Regions from separate parts of the Zea mays genome. Here regions 1 and 2 are each linked to region 3. Evidence: chromatin contacts called from public Hi-C data. All regions are on one chromosome and are shown on one strand. The core of a region is the stretch at or near the end of the contact, and the rest is flanking DNA. Distances in the headings are between cores, read along the strand shown.

Region 1 (2,783 bases), core at 170-2,669, 140 kb before region 3:
GTACGACGCGCACTTCATCCTAACAATGGGGACGGAGGACACGGGCTACCGGCTACCTGTCCTTCCTCAAGTGAGTTTGTTGTGGCCGTCACGTTGCGAACCCGACGCCGTCCGCGCGCGCTCGGGAGGGGAGGGGGCGTGGGGCCTTGCTGGTTGGTACGTCGGTGTCGCCAGCCACTGCTGGCCGGAATCTTCCAACCTGGGCACAGCCCAGCCCAGTCTGATGCCCACGACGGCCACCGGAACCGCCGTGGACTGCATGATCGGCCGTTCCATGAACGCGGCACCAAGCAGTGAAACTCCAGACTCGGGGTTTTTGGAAGGGTTTGGTTAGGCGACAAGTCACTAGAGTTACCTCACGTCCGATCGAGTTGACTATTCTGCAGGTAGGATTGTACGTAGCTTTAGCTTTGGAAAGGATCTGGTTAGGCTGGAAACCACTGGATTTGTCTTATGGACCAAGTCACGAAAACACCCCAGCTGCTATGCTATATACTCAAGAAAACACGTTCTCGTAGCCATAAATATCAGTAAAGAACCGTGTGGCCACCAAATGTCCACTCAATCTGTAACAAAGACTTGACAGAGAGATAGAGATGTTTATTTTTTTTGGAACAATTGGATCTATACCATTAAAAGATCCAAACTTTAGATATTATACCATGGACCCCACATGTCATTGACTCATGTGGATCCACATGTAAGTGAGATAGTAATGGTATGGATCTAAAGTGGTGATCTTTTAATGGTATGGATCCAAATTTCCCTTATTTTTTTTATTAATACTATAATATAATTTGTACACAATATATATAGGGACATATCCTCAATGGCTGGCAATACTGTATCGAGAAGTTCCAATTAGCTCGCACTGAAATTGGAAAAGGAATTACGAAAAAAAAACGCTAAATGGGACTCTATTTGACGAGGCCTAAATTTGGGGAAAATTCACTATATGTGAGTAGTAGTTATCACGGATTCATAGGTCCGTTGCAGAGTTTAATATTACATCTATCCTAAGTTAAAATTTATTTTAAATAATTAATCGATTTATCACCATTCATTCAAATACAGATATAAAAACAAGAGCTAAATCGAATGTTAATTGGGACGGGCAGGTAGTACGTATTGCGTATGCGTATCAAAAGGAGGAATCTGTTCGCGTTGCCGAAAAACCCGACCACGTCGATTTGTCATTTAACGAAAAAGATGCGGATGTAGCCAAATCGGTTACAGATGTAGCCATACTCGCAACACGATTTTAGCCAGAATGTACTAGCATCGCCGTCACGTACCGATCCAACGGCTGGTCTTCAAGGAAACTAAACTAGCAACCAAACCCCTGGTAGGACTAGTAATTACGCACCGTCGCTTCGTCTTGTACCCCTTTATAAGATCCACGCCTCTACTGTCTCGGCACCATCACAGTACGCACGCACGCACCAGCCCAGCAGCAGAAGCGCCCCTCGGCCCTCGCTCCCACAACAAGCTCAAGCCAGCCTTCTCTCTCTCTCTGCTCCAATGGCGCGCTTCCAGCTCGCAGCCGTGGCCATGGCCATGCTCTTCGCCGCGGCGGCGGCGCAGGCCCCGACCGCCACCCCGACGCCGGCTCCCAAGGCGTCCCCCCCGCCGGCGACGCCGCCGCCGACCCCCGCGCCGGTGTCTCCGCCCGTGCCGCCCCCGACCATGCCTCCTCCGGCGCCCGCGCCCGCCCCCAAGGCCCCGGCCCCGGCGCCCGAGGCCCCCACCCCGGCGCCCACGGCCGAGGCTCCCACTCCCGACGTGAGCTCCCCGCCGATGCCCACGGAGGGCCCCGCTCCGACGCCCTCCGCGGAGGCTCCCCCAGCCCCCAGCGCCGCCGTCGCCGGCGCCTCCCCCTCCGCCAAGTGGTTCGCCGCCGCCGCAGCCGTGGCCGCCGCCGCCGCCGCCTTCTACTGAGAGAGCGGGAGATCTGCGCCGTCCCCTGCTGTAATTTATCGCTATCCGTGCTGAGCCGTTGATTCCTTTTTTTTTGTTGTTCTTCCCTTTCATCCATATTCCATTCGGCATTCGATTCAGTAGGACTGGCATATCTGTTCGTGTTACTACAGTGTAGGATCGTGGCTTGGACAGATTGGTTTGGCTGGCTGGCTGGTTGGGTGGGCCCGGTGGTGTTGTGGCTTCCGTTCCTCCATCTGTATAATACCCTGTTGATTTTCCTTCAGCGTCTTCTTCATCTTCCGCGGTTACTGCTGCATTTTATTTTGTTAGCTGGTTTGTTGGATCGGATCGGATCTGATCTTGAGGAGTGCTCGTACAGTAGAGTAGCCTGAGCAGGTTAGTGTTGAATACTGTTAGTGTAGCTTGCGGATGTAGTGCGATCTTGAGCTTGGAGCACACACTTGGGATGAGGACACTCACGATCCAGTGTCGATGCATAGGATTCACGAGCGCGTGCGTGTAGATCGAGCTAGGTTGTGGATCTGGGCCACAGCCGCAAGAGCTGTGCTCTGGATCTGGAGTCTGGAGGCAATTATTATACGCACCCTCCCTCGCTCCCTATATTCTTCGGCGCGGTAGAGTATAGTATAGGACTCGTTTGACGGAGGCCAGCTGGGAGTTTGCAGGCAGTGGCAGGCTGGCAGCAATCGCCACGGGGTGCGGGGAACGGTGGCCGCTGATGCCGATGGCGAGGTGTCGAGGGCGCAGTGGGCGGTGGGGGCTGGGAGCACGTGCCTGTCAGTCCGGGCCCCGCCCACCCCATGCCTTGCGCCCGCCGCGTACACGGCCCGCTGTGCACCTCA
Region 2 (2,727 bases), core at 4-2,503, 170 kb after region 3:
CAAAGGTAATTACATTGTCTTCCAATTCCTCTTTTTTGCAAGCGATCATAAAGATAAATCCAAGATTTCCACTAGAACAATATGGGTATTACAAACTTTCTTGTTCCCCTCACAAACACATGTCTATGGTGTCACTAAACAACACCTAACCAACTAGGGTTCTAGAAACCCAAGAGTAATAAAATGAAAACCAAACCATCGGTGAGCAACACAAGTGCTCAAGAGATAGACTTACTATAGAGTTGAAATCACAAATATCTCACTCCAGTCCCACTCACAAAGATGAGGATCTATGCTTGAGTGAGATCTATGTTGTATACTCAGTGATTTAGAGTCCCTAACAAGCTTGTTTAGTGTCTATTTGATTGGGTTGTGGCTATAAAAAGAAGTTGATGTGGACCGTAAGCTATGAAAAAAAATATGTTGTGGACTACAAGTTGAAAAAAAGAAGATAAAAGTCATTTGGTGGAATTGGCTGTAGTTGTGGGAGTTACGGACGAGCAGACGTCGCCGCTATCAGTTGGGGTGATAGAAGAAAAAAAAGAAGCGCTATTTTTCATTTATTAGTGACAGACGAGTAATATTTATAAAGTTTTTCCACTCAAAAACCGCAAAAAATAGCTTCATATATGCTTTTTAATTTTTCACTGCGAAGAAAGACGGCTTTACAAAATTGCTGGCTGAAATTAGACCTTTGGCTTAGCTTTTAGCTTTTAAGAAGCACTGGCTACTAGTATTTAAATCCTTGATCAGAGCTTCCTACCTCTCTATGTAGTGCAGGAAGATCTCGGATATTTTACAAATGTATTTTTTCTAGTTTGTTCTATCAAATCAGCATGAATGAATATCTTGGTTTTCAAGGCTGTGAAGTCAGCTTGCTTTTCAAGCCCCTGTTTGAATTGGGCTTCACATTTTTCACAAGCTCGGCCCATCCCCTGATACACAACCCAAAATAATTGACTTTCTTGAGTGAGTAGTCGATGTTGGGTATGAATGCATCAGTATCCAGGAAAGCAGCAACGTTTCTCCTGTTGACCTTGCTACTCAACGACAAGCAATCTTCGCTAGCAAGCGGTGGACGAGGACAGGTTGACGTTTCTTCGAACCATGCGCTAAACCCCAGATCTTTTCTACTAGTAGTACGATCTGAAGAACCAAGTTGATCCCGTCAAACCAATCCGAGGAACGAGATCATTCCTCAAGTCAGTTGCTGCCTGCTGGGCACGAGAAAGGAAGCCAGGCAAGCTGCCTTCAAATTCCCAACCTCTTGGCATTGGCAGTGGCAGTTGACGCCCTCCCCGTCTCCTCGATCAGCGTCCGACCGCCATGGGTGGCCTCAAGCTCCGGCGGCTGGCATCCACCTTCCTCTCCCCAGGCCCCGCATCCCCGGGCTCCGCGGCCGACGCGCACCACTCGGTGTGGCGCGCGACGGCTCACCACCCTAGCACGGCGCCGCCGTCCGCGCAGCACATGGACGCGCTCCTGGCCTTCGGGCGGGGCTCGCGCCTCTCCGCCGCGTCGCTCGCCGCGGCGCTCGTGGACCGCCTGCGCGCCGCGGCTTCGGGGCAGGGCGACGCCGCCGTGGCTCTCAAGTGCCTCGTGGCGCTCAGGGTCCTCCTGGCGCGGGGCGCGTTCATCCTCCGCGACCAGCTCCTCGCCGCGCTCGCCCGGCACCCGGCCTCCGGGCGCAACCCGCTCGCGCTGTCGTCGTTCCCGCTCGGCCGGTCCTCCTTCGCCGCCGCGTCGTGGGTCCGGTTCTCCGCGCGGCTCCTGGAGCTCCTCCTCCTGCTCCCGGACGCCTCCGCCTCCGCCGACGCCGACGCCGAGTACCTCACCGCGCTCCCCAACCCGCACCTGGTCGCCGAGCTCGCCGCCTTCGTGTCCGTCGCGGACGCCGTCCGCCAGGCCCCGCCGCCCCCGCCCTCGGGCCCACAGCCCAACGCGCTCATCTGGGAGGCCGTCCGCCTCGCCGACGAGGACCGCGTCGCGGCGGAGCGGAGCATCGTCGCGCGGGTCCAGGAGATGGGGGAGCGCCTCGACACGCTCTCCCTGGCCGACGCCGTGGAGCTGGTGTGCGTGCTGCGGCGGGTGGAGGACGGCACCGCGTCGGATTGCAAGTGGGCGGGGCTGGACGAGGGCGTCGCGCGCGCGGCTCGGGGCCTCCGCGAGCGCGCCGAGGATGTGGTGCTGCGGAGGACGGTGGAGGAACGGCGCCTGGTGCGGAGGGACGCCGCGGGCAGCGCGTCCGCGCGCACCATCCTGCCGATCCGCGCCGCTGCTGGCGACGGCGGCGCCGTCCGGTTCGGGTCCACAAGGTGGGCTGGCACAGTTTCTGCGCCGCGTAGACGGTAGGACAACGTGTACAGTGTGCACTTCTTTTTTTTAGTTCTTCTCATGGTTCACTCAACACGTTTCAAATTCTTGTAATTGCAGATTTGCAGTCGAGATTTTTTTGTTGTAAATTTTTTGTTGTAGTGCTTGTTGTTGTGTTTGATACAAATGGCCATGGTGTAAATATTGGGCGAGAACGTGAATGGAAGCGCTTGCTACGAGATGTCTGCTCGATCAAAAAAAAAATATTTGTGGGCTGCTTGCCGCTCACTTGTGATTTGTGAAGGTGAAAGCTCTGCAAGAGGGAACCATGCAATGAAGACTCAGGCGTGTCGTACTTTGCTACTCTTGTGGTTAATCGATCAGCTTACGCGGTAGAAAATGATGCTTTGGTGG
Region 3 (2,922 bases), core at 365-2,864:
TTTAGCTTTTTTGTTTTGTTTGCATTACACGCTATAACATTAAAAAATGATGCGCAACATAGTATATTTAATTAATTTTTAATTACTATTTTCCAAAATAAAATGTGAGTAACATAATAATATATTTTTTCAAATAGTAAATATTAATTACCACTCAAAGTCGTTTCTATATCTAGAGGGTTACTTAAACTACTTCATTTATCCATTGTTACTATATTCAATAATACATATTTGCGAACGAATAAATAGTATGCAAAAAAATATCTAAGACATATTAGTTAAATTTAAGTTCTTAAAGACGATCTGAAGTTGTAGAACTAGCTTTTAAATATATTATTCTTTTTTCTATGCTATTTTCACGACAAAAACAAACTTGCAGATATTTAGAGAAAACAACGTCTGAACGAGAGCGAGCACGAGAAGCCAGACTGCGAGCGCGAGAGGCCAGTTTGATGTGGATAGCGTATGCTTCAGATTTGGCGGTTGCTAGAGGCATACTCTATTTTACAGGACCTGTTAGCGGTTGTTGCTGGAGGGCTACCGGACGGTAGAAAACGCTATATATACCGTAGCGGACCACTTACAGTCTGTTGGTGGAGGCACCTTAGGGGCGGCTTGATCCAAAAGGCGCCTGCGAAGAAGATGATCGCCGGAGCCCACTTATTAGAAGGATAATGAAGGAAACTCACACGAATTAATTGTATTACAATAGCTGAAGTCCATGTGCAAGCCAAATAGTCCTCTAACCCATGTCGACAATTTATTGAAGCTGTTTTATGGCGAAGCTAAACAACCGAAGTTGATTTTTTTTTAAAGTGAAGCCCTTTCAAACAAGCCATAAGTCCACCATTCTAGTCGGAATGTTTCCAAACAATCGTTTCAGAGCAAATGAACGAGGCCTAGTTAATCACTGCCTCTCGAGGGGTCAGCGAAGCCATTAATGAGTCTCTTTAGCTCTCATGATATGTACAACCCAATTTAATATATAATCTCTTAAGGTGTCTCTAGGAGGTTTGTTAAAAAACATAAGAGACAAGATTTTCACAAAGAGTCTGTCTTTACATGACTCTCTATACATATTGTCTCACATATTACATCTCAGTCTGCAATAGAATTAACGGCTTTGGTTGACGCAGACATGTCATTACGGTCAACTCGGAGTGATAATGGATCATGATCTAAATATTTTCTCACAATAAGTTGGAACCATTAAATAATTAAAATTTAAAATTAAATAGAAATAGAGCCTGATTTTAATCTAATTAAATTCTTAAAAAAAATAAAGTATAAAATCTATAGCCAATTACCACTCGTATACAGCGAGTACTACTATCATCAGTGGAGGCTAATCCGAGCCCAACTAGCATTTGACTTTGTAACCCATACAGGCTAGCTGCTCAGCGCACGCGGAGCGCTATCACGAAACACGCCGACTGGTGGGCTCAGAATAGTAGCTGGAATTATAGCCCACAGTGTCAGAGAGAGTGTTTGCAAAGTCGTAGGTGTTGGGCGCTCGCACCCAGCAGTCGCCGCCGGCAGTCCATGCGCTCCAGCTCCACGCCTCCACCCCAAGTTGGCAGGCTCCACCGGTCCACCCAAGTTGCTGCTACATACTACTGAAGCTGGCCAAACCTTTTACCAAACCCAACAGCGACCAATCCAATCCACGTATCCCCTCCCAACCAGAGCAGCCCACCACCACCGCCCACGCCGCGCGCACGCGGCCCCCTCTCCGATGCGCGCCGCCGAGCCGACTCCGCCGCCGCCGCTGTCGCTGCCCCAGCCAAGGTAGCTATGTACACGGTGCACCCGCACGCGGCGGCGACGTCAGTCACCCTCAACTGCACGGAAGCACCGCTCGAGTGCCTCCCCCTCTGCCCCGGCGGCGGCAAGGCCTGCTCCGAGTACGCCCTGCCCCCGCCGCCCCCTATCCCGGTGATCCCGCGCGCGCCGGTCGCCGACCGCCACGCGCCCGTCCGCCTCCTCCTCATCATCTCCCTGCTCTCCGCCTTCCTCTTCCTCTCGCTCGCGCTCTCCACGCTCCTCCTCTACCGCCGCCGCCGCCTCATCCTGCGACGCCGCCGGCGCCTCGCCGCGGCCGCCGCTGAGGGTGCCGACGACGGAGGGTTCGGCGACGAGGAGGAGGGCGGAGGCGGTGGAGGGGTGGTGCACCACGTGTGGTACATCCGGACAGTGGGGCTCGACGAGGCCACCATTGCGTCCATAGCCGCAGTGGAGTACCGCCGCGGGGTGGGCCGGGGCGGGGACTGCGCGGTGTGCCTCGGCGAGTTCAGCGATGGGGAGCTGGTGCGCCTGCTCCCGCGCTGCGCGCACCCGTTCCATGCGCCCTGTATCGACACCTGGCTCCGCGCCCACGTCAACTGCCCAATCTGCCGTTCCCCCGTCGTCGTCATTCCCTCCGATCTCCCCGTCGGTGCCGCGGAGGCTGAGGCAGGTGGTGACCCATCGGGAGAACACCATGCTCACGAGGAAATGTCGTTGTCTCAATCTGAATCGGAGACTGAGGGCTCAGAGGACTACGAGGACTCGTCATCCACTCAAAGTGACGGCACAACGGCAACAGCGGAGGAGAATGGAAGGGCCACTCCCAAGCCTATTAGGCGCTCGGCATCCATGGATTCTCCATTGTTTCTCGTAGCTGTTCCTGAAGCTCAGGATGATGTCATGCAGTATAATTGCAAGTTGCCAAATGCTCGAGAGATGAAGGTCTTCAGGGTCAAGGAGAAGGAGGCAGCAGGCACTTCTTCGACCTCTTGTCAGTCAGGCCGGTTCAAGATTGGCAGGTCCATGTCAAGCAGTGGGCAGGGGTTTTTCTTCTCACGGAATGGCCGCTCCAGTGGTGCTGTGCTGCCACTGTGAGTTGGTATGTTTTTACCGTCGGTTGCAGCCTCAGCAAAGCCG

The links. A called contact is a pair of places that touch in the nucleus more often than the background predicts.
Region 1: a Hi-C map of bundle sheath shows a contact between it and region 3, with 2.4 times the contacts expected there. The contact joins the promoter of LOC100286288 here to the promoter of LOC100281301 in region 3. A contact is called at or near these places in 2 of 25 Hi-C or Micro-C datasets (bundle sheath and tassel).
Region 2: a contact with region 3 is called in a Hi-C map of ear, with 2.0 times the contacts expected there. The contact joins the promoter of LOC100191277 here to the promoter of LOC100281301 in region 3. A contact is called at or near these places in 2 of 25 Hi-C or Micro-C datasets (bundle sheath and ear).

Annotation. Positions count from the first base shown.
Region 1 is chr7:134,336,727-134,339,509 of Zm-B73-REFERENCE-NAM-5.0, reverse strand. LOC100286288 (transcriptional regulatory protein algP) reads left to right here and starts at 1,419. Exons shown (of 1, transcript NM_001367231.1): 1 at 1,419-2,199. The coding sequence starts at 1,522. The coding sequence ends at 1,938.
Region 2 is chr7:134,019,725-134,022,451 of Zm-B73-REFERENCE-NAM-5.0, reverse strand. LOC100191277 (clathrin assembly protein) reads left to right here and starts at 1,253. Exons shown (of 1, transcript NM_001136711.1): 1 at 1,253-2,551. The coding sequence starts at 1,327. The coding sequence ends at 2,352.
Region 3 is chr7:134,192,808-134,195,729 of Zm-B73-REFERENCE-NAM-5.0, reverse strand. It overlaps LOC100281301, which reads left to right and starts at 1,614. Exons shown (of 1, transcript NM_001367960.1): 1 at 1,614-2,922. The coding sequence starts at 1,795. The coding sequence ends at 2,880.